2 separate regions of the Ovis aries genome follow, and region 1 is linked to region 2. The links are chromatin contacts, called in public Hi-C maps. All regions are on one chromosome and are shown on one strand. The core of a region is the stretch at or near the end of the contact, and the rest is flanking DNA. Distances in the headings are between cores, read along the strand shown.

Region 1 (6,515 bases), core at 2,152-4,651, 180 kb after region 2:
TGGGCTTTTTCAGGCAAGAATACTGGAGTGGGTTGCCATTTCCTTCTCCAGGGGATCTTCCCGACTCAGGGATCGAACCTGCACCACCTGTGTCCCCTGCATTGGAGGCCGATTCTTTATCACTGCGCCATTGGGAAAGCCCCTTGTGTGGCTCATACAACTCTATAGTTTAGGTATTATGTTGACACCCATTTTGCAGATGGGAATACTGAGAATAGAGGTTTGAGTGACTTGCCTGAGGTTGCACAATACCTTGTGGTTTTGTCTAGTGTGGGCACTTCTTGCAATGTGTTGTAAGAATCTGTTTACAGATTTCTCCCCACTGGACAGGAGGCTTGTGGGAATTGGTGATGGTGCCTGGTTTAGCACCGTATTCCCTGCCCCAGGCCTGGCAACCATTGGACCTGATTCAAGAACCCAAGATGGATGTAGAAATGCACCAGGGGTAGGTTCAGCGGTCCCAAAGCTGTAGGGGCAGGTTTCCTTTGACAAAGGCAGCTTTTACCCAGCTCACACTCTGCCACCCCCACCAGAAGATGGATTTTAGCAACTGTTTTCTCCTGGACCCTTGTCTGCTTTCCCTCCCCAAAGCTGGTCTCCCGCACGGGGCTTCTCCCAGTAACCAAGAGCTTGTCCCTACCCAGAGCCACTGGTGGCGATCCCTGTGGCCCAGCTCCACCTCCAGCTGCCCCCCAAGAGCCGCAGGCAGCACAGGAATTTCCTCAAAGGCCTTGCCCAGCCCTGGCTGTTGTTCCCACGCAAATTAGCCAATTGCTGGGACCTGAGAATGTTGTCAGTTTCCCCCTAAAGCCCTGGCAGGTGGTGCTGGGGATTGGGGAAGGTGCCCTTGGCTGGAAACTGGGCCTCCATGAAGTGGAGAGAGATGTATAAGGAAATAAGGATTTTCTCAGTGGACAACGTAGCAGCAGGAAAGACCACATCTCCTGGGGACTGGATGACGGATAACTCAATAATGGAGTCCCTCCAGGGGCAAGCAGTCACTGTCTCCCCTCTCAGTGTACCATCCCCTCCTCCTAACCTCATTCTGAAAGTCATTCCCTGCCAGCCTCTCTCTCTGTCTGTCTCTCTCAACTTCCTGAAATATGAAATTCACTTGCCAATAGCTACCAACATTTCCTGGGGCTCCTCTGCCAACAGCCCGATCCCAACAGCTTGGATTGGAGACGATCGAAGGTTATGTACTCAAAACCCTACAACACAAGCATGGGAGACGCAAAGATGAGCCCCCATGCCCCTCCCTGGCCAGGCCAGCCATGCCCTCTGATACACATGCGTTCCCACCTGTGGCCCAGACCACCCCTCCCGCCCCTGCAGGAAGACAGATATTGAAACCAGTACGAAGGCAAGGCCCAGAGGGCCCTAGCAAGAAGCTCCCCCCAGAGGAGCAGCCCTGGCGGAGCTGGCCCCTGGGGCCTGCAGTCCATGGCAGGGAAGCTACTGCTTGCTCTTGGAAACCAGAGTTGCCAGAAGCTGTTAGAACACCCAGGAGGCCCTGGGGATGGGGTGGGGAGGTGATGCCTGGCTCCCCTCCTGAGAACACGGGGCCCTGAGACCCCATATTGGCTGCAATCTCTGCTGATTCACAGCCCCACTCAGGAATGACTCCTTGCGACAAAGCCCCCGGCCCCTGCAAAGGCCGGACCCCCAAGCTGGCTGTCCTTTCTGGGCAGGATTTAGCTCTGGGCACCTCTCTGGGATCCCCTTCCCAGCAGGGATGTGTGCAAAGTCAAGCTGTGATGTCCAGGAGCAGAGATGAAGGAGGACAGGAAACTGAAGCTCCGGGGGCGCTGGACCCCTCTCCAAGGGGGAGTAATAGGCCGGCTAAGATGGGGAGTCTCCCCTCCCCACCCCCCGGGATCCCAGTTTTTCTCTCAACACCCTAGGTAGGGTGACTGGTGCCTGCCAGGGAAGCATGGCTGCTGACCAAAACCAGCCCCAACCCAGCGATGAAGAGCAGCACTTACCATGATGGAAAAGATGAGGGGCATGAGGTTGAGGGGCCAGACGGGGCAGAAGCAGGAGGCGATGGCAAGGATGAGATAATCTTTGGGAACTTCTCCGTCCTGGGCATACGAGGTGGTGGCTGTGGAGGACGCCCGCCTGGAGCTGGCCCGGGAGGATGAGAGGGGGTGCAAGGCTTCCCGGTGCCCCTCGGATATCACCTTGAAGGGCAGGCTGTGGCCATTCTGCTCCAGGTCCAGAGGCCCCGAGAGGGACTTGGACGGCTTCAGGGGCTTATCATCCTGGCCCCCAACCTGCACAAGGAGCTTCTCCATCTCTGGCAGGTCCAGGGGTGAAGCAGTGCCTGGCTCCCGCGCCGGGGAAAACTGAGGCTGTCCGGGGTTGGCCATGCTGGCCTGGGCCTTGGGCTGCTCCAGCTCCAGGATGGGACGAGGGGCTTCCGAGGGACCTCAGCGCACCATTCCTTGGCCCAGACTGGAGGCCTACAGGTCAGGGGCAGACGTGTCACCCAGGAGAGCCAGGGCCAGCTGGGGGGCTGGGAAGGTCGGCTTCTCCAGGCCAGCTGAACTCAGAGGCGGCGGCCAGCCTGCCGCCCCGTGGAGCTCCAGGAAGCTGGAGCCTTCAGCCCCATTCAAGTTTGAGGCCAACCTCACTGGTGCTGCCGACAGCTCAGATGGGCGGGGAAGGAGCAGAAAGCAGCTTCAGGAGCAGAGAGGAGACTGCTCCTCTCCTGAGTGAGGCTCGGGCTAAGTCAGGGAGGCTGTGTGTGTGTGTGTGTGTGTGTGTGTGTGTGTGTGTGTGTGTGTGTGCGTGTGTGTGTACACAACACCCAGCCTCCCTCCCTCCCTGCCCTCCTCAGAGATGCTTTTCAATTCACTTCTCCCCAGAGAACCACCCGGCAGCATTCTGCCTCTGCCCCAGCCCAGCCCTGCCCAGGTGGCTTGGACCAGCCTCTGGCTCCCGCTGCGGACCCAGGACCCCTCCTCTGCACTGGGGGCTCTGGATGGGGAAGAAAGGCAAAGTGGGCCCAAATGGGTGTGCCTTTACCTGTCCCGGGAGACTGAGCCCTCGGCTCCTCTTCTCCTGGAGCAGGCTCCCGCTTCTCCTATCTGCTGTGAAACACTGAACTCTGGACCTATTGCATCCCACCTTGAAACTGAACCCCTGCAAGCCCCAGAGATGTCCAGACCAGAGCCAGGCTCCAAGCTCTGGAGGGAGGGGTCGAGTGAGTACTCGTGGGGCCCCTGGAGGAGGATTGTGTCTGCACCCTCTGAATGGGTGTCTGAGCAGCTCCCGAGGGGTGGCAGAGGGGCTGTTAGGGAGGAGCGTTGGCCCCATCTCATGGCCCTTAGGGCTTTTCTGAGGTGCTTTTAAAGAGCCAGCAAAGATCCTTCTGCTTCAGAAGCTCCTTGGGGAAGATGCCCGCTTGAAGGGCTGCGGTCTTGGCTGCCTGTCCCATCTCTCTTAGTTCTCTCACATCTCCTCCGTTTCTGCCACCTTCTCTATTCTCTGCATCTCTTTCTAAAACCCTGATCTCCCGGCTTACGTGGTCTTATAAGGTGACCCGGAACCACCAGGGTTTGTGTGTGCATCTGGATGCTTGTCTGTGGTTTGGAGGAGGGCGTAGGTCATGTATCGGGATAGGGGTGAGAAATTAGAGGTGAGAAGGAGTCTCAGAGGTTGTGGAGTTCATTTGAGATCAGAGGTTAGGAAACCAAAACCCAGACTCATTTCAAACTGTATCCCAATTAGGCATGAATCCATCACATCCAGAAACTGGTTTGGAGCAAGATGAGCCATTTTAGCAGAAAAAAGTATCTTTGAATTGTGTATCACACTGGCTTCAGAAATGCTGCTTCCAGCAAGAGCCAAGACAAGGAGAAAGAGGGTGTGAAGGGCAGAGAATGGTGAGCTGGCCACACAGGGGAAGAAGAGACTGGGCAAGGGGAGTGAACTGGGCCCTTCTGCCCAGGAACTTCTAGAAACATGCTTTTAAAATAAGAGACCTTCAGGAATTCCCTGGCAGTCCAGTGGTTAGGACTCCAAGCTCTCACTGCAGAGAGCCTGGGTTCAATCCCTGGTTGCGGAACTAAGATCCCACAAGCTTTGAGGCAGGGCCCAAAATTTAAAAAACTAAAAAAAATTTTAAAATAAGAGACCTTCTGCAGACAGTGGCAGTTTGGATGCCCAAGGGTCCTAGACTCTAAGTCAGTGTCCAGCTTGGCCGGAATTCCATGTTACAATCTAGAAGCTCACTCTTGGTGGGGAGGACTCAGGCCCTATGGACCTACCACTAAACAGCCTAACCAGGCCAGCTCCATAGCCAGCAGCCAAATCTGGCTATAGAGCCCCTGAAATGTGGCTCATCCACACTGAGATATGCTATACATATAAAACACACACTGGATTTCCAACAGTACCAAAAAAATTTAAAATATTTCATTAACACAGTGTATGTAGACTACATATTGAAGTGATAATATTTTTGCTATACTGAGTTACATAAACATTTAAAAGTTAATGTCACCTGTGTCTCTTTTCTCCTTTTAATATGCCTACCAGAAAATTTAAAACATGGCTTGCATTGTATTTCTATCGGGCAGCACCTGGCCTGAAGGATAGAAGAAACCTGACATAAAGAAGCTTTTTTTTACTTAATAAAAACTGGAAGAAACAAGAAAGAGCCAAGAAGTCCCCAGGGTGACTCATAGTAGCAAGATTACCAGGTAAACGGGTTCCCGGACTAGGGAGCCGGGTTTGCTCTGCACTGTGAGAGGCTGGGCTTGTGGCGCCATCTAGTGGCCTGGTGCTGATGAGGGGAAGGACCAGAGATGAGAGTGGGGACCAGGGAGGAGGGGGAGAGACGAGGACAAGGAGCGCCTGGTTTGGGCTCCGGGACTGGTGAGCCCAACGCAGCCAGCTGCTCCGGCTGCAGCCTGGTAATGCCCCCACCTGCAGGTGCCACCTCCCCTCCACCCCCACTCTCAACTGAAGTCTTCACTGGAAGCCCATGGGCCAGGCCCATCGGGCAAAGTGGGTTTGGTTGAGCAACGTGTTTTTTAAAAATCCACTTCACATAAAAACGGGGATTGCAGACTTTTACCGTGAAGATCTGGGAAGCCTGGGCCCACTTTCTGCAGAGCAGCCAGAAGCTAAGCCCATAGCAGCCTTTAGAAGGGAAGGCACTGAGCTCCCCCTCCGACTCCACCTGCACTCCCACCCGTGGGCCCCAGGTGCGGGTCTGTGCTATAAGCCCCTGTAGCTACACAGGTGGTATCCGCCCTTCTGTTCTGCTGTGGGCTGACCTCCCTGCTCCCTAGTATGGTTGCAGGTCACTGAAGAAAGTCATTCCACTCTCTCTGCCCCATCCCCAATGGGCTGTGAGGTCTTGGGGAGGGGGCAGGTGTGCCCCCAGCTCCCTCTTCATGCGCTTGGCTCACAGTGACAGCTGACTGGAGGAACCAAAGGAAGATAAAAGCACCAATCAAGTGCCCAGGGTGTCCACACGGCTGCTAAATCCACCTCTACCTGCCCCAACCTGAGTGCATCCTGGGCTTTGAAGAATTCTGAGATGGAAACAATGGTATGGAAAGTGGACCTGGAGTGCACAGAGACACAAACCTCAGAAGGTTAGGTCAGTTTGAGCCTAATGCAAGGAGAAGAGGTAAAAAGAAAGAAAAACCCTGTACCTGTGACCACAAGCCTTTTTATCCTCAGTATCGCACTGGGCATCGGGAAACCCTGTGGGGCTGACAAGGTAGGAGTAATTAAGCAAATTCCACTTTTCACTGAGGCCCACCTGGGCCCAGCTCCCCTGCTTCAGGCAGCCTTCTGGTGTTTACACACACATACACACAAGTGCAAAATGTGAGCAAAACTTGATGTGGCCATTCACCTATCAGCAAGCACCCCAGTTTCACATCCAGTGAGGTATGTGTGTGCTAAGTTGCTTCAGTTGTGTCCGACTCTTTGCGACCCTATGGTAGGGACTGTAGCCCACCAGGCTCCTCTGTCCATGGGATTCTCCAGGCAAGAATACTGGAGTGGGTTGCCATGGCCTCCTCCAGGAGATCTTCCTGACCCAAAGACTGAACCCGTGTCTCTTATGCCTCCTGCATTGGCAGCTGAGTTCTTTACCACTAGTGCCACCCTGAGTCCCTTCAAAGGAATCCTTGCTGTCTATGCTCAAAACATTTCCCCACTCCTCTTTAGAACGTGTCCTGAGCAAACAAAACTTTCACTTTTAAAAACAATTATCAAGAGCCGAATGGATATTGACCCTGTTTACATCCCCCAAATTCTCTCCAGGTCGCTTCCTGCGCCTACCTGTTGGTCCACACTTATAAGCAGCAGGCACAGGCCAGTTTGATCTGCTTTCCCTGCTACCATTGCTGGCATCCTGTTGCAAATACCTGAGTTTGCTTTGCCCAAGCCTGTCTGGTTAAGTATCTGTGTTGCTTCAAGCCTTTCACTGTTAGATACAGTGCCACTGGGACCTCCTTTAAAAAAAAAAAAAAATTTTTTTTTCCTTT
Region 2 (5,718 bases), core at 496-2,995:
CCACTTTCCCTTCGGTAACCACAAATTTGTTTTCTATGCCTATGAGTCTGTTTCTGTTTTGTAAATAAGTTCATTTGCATCATATGTTAGATTTCACATATAAGTGATGTCATATATTTGTCTTTCTCTGACTTACTTCATTTAGCATGATCATCTCTAGATCCATCCACACTGTTGCCAATGACATGATTTCGTTCTTTTTTATGGCTGAGTGATAGTCCACCCAACTATATATATACCACATCTGTATCCATCCATTCATGTTAACGGATGTTTAGGTTACTTCCATGTCTTGGCTATTGTAAATAGTGCTGCTATAAAAAAATGCTGTTGTAAAAAGTGCATGCAACTCTTTAAATTAAAGTTTTCCCAGATATATGTCCAGGAGTGGAATTGTAGGATCGTATGTAACTCAATTTTTAGTGTGTTTTTCTTTTTTAAGCTTTTAGTTTTAATGTGGACCATTTTTAATGTCTTTAGTGAATTTGTTGCAATATTGCTTCTGTTTAATGTTTTGTTTTTTTGGGCACTGGGCATGTGGGATCTTAGCCCTGACCAGGCTAATACAGGCACCTCCTGCATTGGAAACATAGGCTCTTAACCACTGGACTACCAAGGAAGTCCCTCAGTTTTCAATTTTTTAAGGAACCTTCATACTGCTTTCCATAGCAGCTGCACCAATTTACATTCCCACCAACAATGCATGTATACCATCATTTCTTGATTTATTAATTGACCTCCTGTTGTGACAGAGAAGGATTTACTGCACTAATATTTCCTTTTCATCTCCCAAGTTGCTTCCTGCTAAGGTTTCTTTTTAAGAGTGCAAGTTTGTATTTGTTTATTTTTAGATTTATTTTTAATTGGAGGATATTTGCTTTACAATATTGCGCTGGTTTCTGCCGCATAGCAACATGTATCAACCCATAAGTGCATGTATATCGCTTCCCTCTCGGCCCTCCCTCACCCCTCATCTCACTCCTCTATGTCATCACAGAGCACCGGGCAGAGTTCCCTGTGTTATACAGCAACCCGCTAAGGTTTTGTCAATATGTATAACTCCTCAGTTGATCATCTTTGTAATTAAGTAATGTGTGTACTCTTTCATTTCTTGTTCCATAACTATGGATCATATCTTTGGGCTCCATCATGAGAGTCTTGATCTCAAAGAAGATCTGCCTGACTTAAAGACCCAAACACTTTGCAATCCACGCTGAGCCTCCCACACTGACTCCTTCTGGACCAGTGGAAGTGTCTCTGCCTGACTGAGGGGATATATTTTAAAATAATTGGCACTGGGAATGGATTTTTATCTACAGGCATTCTTGGACCAGTGTATACCCAGATAGAACAGTCTGAAGATAGTGGAGTAAGTTTATCAAACTAAAGTTTCTTAGTTCAGAAGAATTCCAAAAAATGTGCACAGTCAAGAATTTTGATGGCAGCTTATAAAACTGCTGAAACTTTCCTGTTCCTTAAGGTGAATTCCTGCCTTTCCCACAAGGCTGGACTTGCATTTTACAATAGGGATACTTTGAGCCTAAGAAACTGGTGGGCATCTTGGATTCTCCACTGCTCTCCTTGGCACAAAATGCCCCAGAAACACCCTATACGTATGCCCTGAGGCAAGTTATTTCTTGGTATGCCATGAAAAGGAAAGTGGGAGCTAAGCGTAGCCCTGGCATAAGCCTGGGTGTGGGTTTCACTAGAGAGGGTCATTGATACCGTGGAGCAGAGACTGTGAAAGGAAAACAGACATGGCCTTTGTTTCCCAGGGGCCTCTGCCTGGCATTGACCCACACAACACAAACACTGTCCACGTTGGTGCTTGATACGGGTCTTTTGTTTGTTTCTTTTCCCTGCCTATTTTCAGAAGACAGATTTGCTTTTATCTGTACTTCCTTGTCTCTGGCAGCTCCCACTCCCTGTTCTTAAAGGTCTTTGCTGGCTCTGCATATCTGAGTCAGACGGACACTTGACCTACAGATCGTAAACCTGTCAGGCCTTTGGACTTAGGCAGCACCCATGGCAGACGGCAGGAGTGCTCAGGGCCCAGCCATTTCCTGCTAGTTCAGTGACCTGAAGAGAACCCCAAACACTAGTCCTTGCCCTGGGCTTCCCGGGTGGTCCAGTGGATAAGAATCAGCCTGCCAAAGCAGAGGACATGGGTTTGATTCCTGGCCCGGAAAGATCCCACATGCCACACAGAGCAACTGAGCCTGTGTGTCACAACTACTGAAGCCCGTGTGCCTACAGCCTGTGCTCCACAGCAAGAGAAGCCGCAGCAATGAGAAGCCGGTGCGCTGCAGCTAAAAAATAGTCCCCACTCTCCACAACCTGAGAAAGCTTGTGGGCAGCAAGGAAGACTCAGCACAGCCGAAAATAAATAAAGCAGTGTGTACCTGTCAAAAGGGAAAGAAATGAATGAGAAGACACAATTTGAAAAAAAAAAAAAGTCTAGTTCCTGTCCTAACCTAGCTCCACCTCTGCAGTTCAATAGGTGCATCCATAATCTAGACACAGCCAGCCAAGACACAGCCATCCTAGGTCCTCACCCGTTACCGGTGGAAACCTGGCAACGTTTGCTAAAGCTTTTTGCCCTGTACTTAAGAGACGTTGTGCAATTCACTATGACGTGAACTGCAGCTCAGGTCACAGCAGGACTAAATGTGAATTGTACATGTTTAGGATCTGGACTTGAACAAAGTCACATCATCAGTTAGGAGTAACAGGAAAAAGTAGGCATGACTCCAACAAAAAGGCACATTTATTTCTCTTTCATACATACAAAATCCAAAGATAGTCATCCCAGGATTGGTGTGGACTCTCAGAGGGTCTTTCTTTCATGTTGCTTCATCCTTCATGAATTCTGCCCTCAAGGTTACCTCTTGGTTCAGTTTGGCTGCTGGAGTGTCAGTCATTACATGCATGTTCTAGCCAATACAAAAGCCTATAGAAGGGTGCACTGATTTCCCATAGGGCTGCGTCCTCAAAATTGCTCACACCGACTCCTTACTTTGCTTGTACCAACTACTGCTTATACTTCATTGACCAGAACAGTCACACGACCACATCTAACTGCAGGAAAACAGATCACTGTTGTCCTTACTCCAGGTAGCCCAGTGCCCAGTTAATAAATGGGAATTTTGTTACTAAGGACATAGAGGGAAACAGATATTGGAGGGCAAACAACAGTCTCATTCCTGGTAGAGCAGATCAATAAAAGACTCACTGCCCTAATTCAAACCTCTTTTGGTCTCCATGAAGTGAAGTGTTAGTCCCTCAGCATCCAACTCTTTTGTGACCCCATGGACTGTAGCCCACCAGGCTCCTCTGTCCATGGGAGTCTCCAGTATTCTCTTGCCTGGAGAATCCTATGGACAGAAGAGCCTGATGGGCTACAGTCCACGGGGTCCCAAAGAGTTGTTCCTGACTGAAGCCACTTAGTACTCACGCATGCACACATGACGTGTGGGATCTTTAGTTCCCCGACCAGGGACTGAACCTGTGCCCTCCGGAAGTGGAAGCTCAAAGTCCAGTGGACCACCGGACCACCAGCAAAGTCCCCTGACACATTTCTAACAAAGCGATTAGAAGGGATGGACGTCACTTCTGAGATTAGGTTACAAAAACACTCCGGCTTCTATCTTGCTGGCCTTCTATCAGCCTCTTACTTGCTCTGAGGGAAGCCAGCCACCTTGTTGTGAGATGCCCTGCGGAGGGGAGGGGGCAGGTTGTGGCAGGGAACATGTGGCAGTGAAAGAACTGCCATCTGCACTCCACAGCCAGGGATGACTGTCTTGCCAACAGCCACCCAAGTGAGCTTAGAAATGGATGCTTCTCCAGTCAAGCCTTGAGACTACTACTCCAGTGAAAAACTTGATCACTACCTCATGAGCAATCCTGAGTCAGAGTCGCCCAGCTAACCTGCGCCCAAGTTCTTGCCCCAGAGCAACTATGAGATCATAAATGCTTATTGTTTTAAACTGGTAAGCTTTGCGGTGATTTGTTATGTGGCAATAAATAATTCATACAGCTTGTTTGGATCTTCTTAAGAAATTCTGCTGGTTTATTCTTAACTTTTAAAACTTGTTGCTATATGCATCTTGAAGTGGCAGGTTCAGGCCTTGCAAGAATGTGAACACAGAGCTGAGATAATCCACTTGAAAACAGAGAAATATCTCTGCAGGCGTTGTGAGCATCATCGGGAAGAAATACTATAAATCCCTTCCTTTATTTAAAAAAATGTGTGGGCGTGCCTTCCTTTGACAGACAACATGCCTCCGTTTAGAAAAGCAGAATCTTGTTCCTCCTCACTAAGAAGACATTCACTCTGTGGTGTGACCTGATCATATTTGCAGTCTTCACTCTTCCTTTATCCTTGATTCAGGGTCAGGGTGCATGTTGTCTGCTAATTGTTCTCTGGGAATGAAGCAGAAGATTGGCATTCAAGTGCAGCCATTTGTTCTACCGTCACATCTTTCTTTGCTAAACATACGGCCAGGTTTCCATCAGTACTGGCTCCACCATGTATTTTCTCACAAGATAAGTATTATAGATGAAAAGTTTCTTTTCCCATAGCATGCATCTGGAGTGATAAATAGAATTAAATGTCATGGAGCATTTTCCCCTCATACATGTAGCAAACATATGTCAAAGGCTAATTTGTACATAGCACACCAGCCATTTCCTTCCTTTGTGGTGGGAAATAGCTTCCAGGATGCACAGATGATAGTAATTGTTCTTTCACATCATATGCTGTTGAGTTTTTGCAATAGCTAGACTGTATTTTCTTGGGCTCCAAAACCACTCCAGGTAATGACTGCAGCCATGAAATTAAAAGATGCTTGCTCCTCGGAAGAAAAGCTATGACAAACCTAGACAGAGTATTAAAAAGCAGACACATCACTTTGCCGACAAAGATCTATATAGTCAAGGCTGTGGTTTTTCCAGTAGTTGTGTAAGGATGTGAGAGTTGGACCATAAAGAAGGCTGAGCACCAAAGAATTGATACTTTTGAACTATGGTGCTGGAGAAAACTCTTGAGGGTCCCTTGGACAGCAAGGAGATCAAACCAGTCCCTCCTGAAGGAGATCAACCCTGAATATTCATCGGAAGCACTGTAGCTGAAGCTGTAGCTCCAATTCTTTGGCGACCTGATGCAAAGAGCTGACTCATTGGAAAAAGACTCTGATGCTAGGGAAAATTGAAGGCAAAGGAGAAGGGGGAGGCAGAGGATGAGATGGTTGGATATTAATGGCATTATAGACTCAATGGACATGAGTTTAAGCGAACTCCAGGAGATGATGAAAAAGACAGAGCAGCCTGGCGTGCTCCAGTTGTGGGGTTGAAAAAAGTCAGACACAACTTAGCAGTTGAACACAACAAAGACTTTGTAAAGGACTTTTGTTTACTTTCTCTTCAAGCATGAAATGTGTCATTAGCTTCACCTTTGGATTCCTATCTAGTTGGCAATAGAATGATTTATAGCTTTGTTTGGCTGAAGAAAGGTAGATTTCATTACTATAGAAACAATGTTGCCATAGTTCTGATATTTTCTGTCTGCCTTTAGAAGCAAAATTCAATTTGAAAAGTTCTTCTTCTAGAAAAGAAGTATTATTTCTTTACTAGAGGTCACATTTGTTTGAAAATGACAATAAAAAAATAAAGGGTGGCTTTATGCTCAGATATGAACAAGTTCATAAACAATACACTGAG

The links. Hi-C and Micro-C count contacts between places; a contact is called where the count stands out from the background.
Region 1: a Hi-C map of liver shows a contact between it and region 2, with 3 times the contacts expected there. The contact joins the promoter of TRARG1 here to the enhancer-like site in region 2. A contact is called at or near these places in 3 of 16 Hi-C or Micro-C datasets (liver, mixed tissues and tail adipose tissue).

The regions. Positions count from the first base shown.
Region 1 is chr11:21,546,756-21,553,270 of ARS-UI_Ramb_v3.0, forward strand. TRARG1 (trafficking regulator of GLUT4 (SLC2A4) 1) reads right to left here and starts at 3,402. Exons shown (of 4, transcript XM_004012529.5): 1 at 3,031-3,402; 2 at 1,986-2,465. The coding sequence starts at 2,372.
Region 2 is chr11:21,364,391-21,370,108 of ARS-UI_Ramb_v3.0, forward strand. No RefSeq gene overlaps it. Among named protein-coding and RNA genes, the nearest start is that of TMIGD1, 20 kb to the left of the region's middle. Within about 2 kb of position 1,746, at least 22 of the 54 cell types and tissues checked have an H3K27ac peak or open chromatin away from gene starts, as enhancers often do. A contact at or near this core is called in liver, where this site is marked.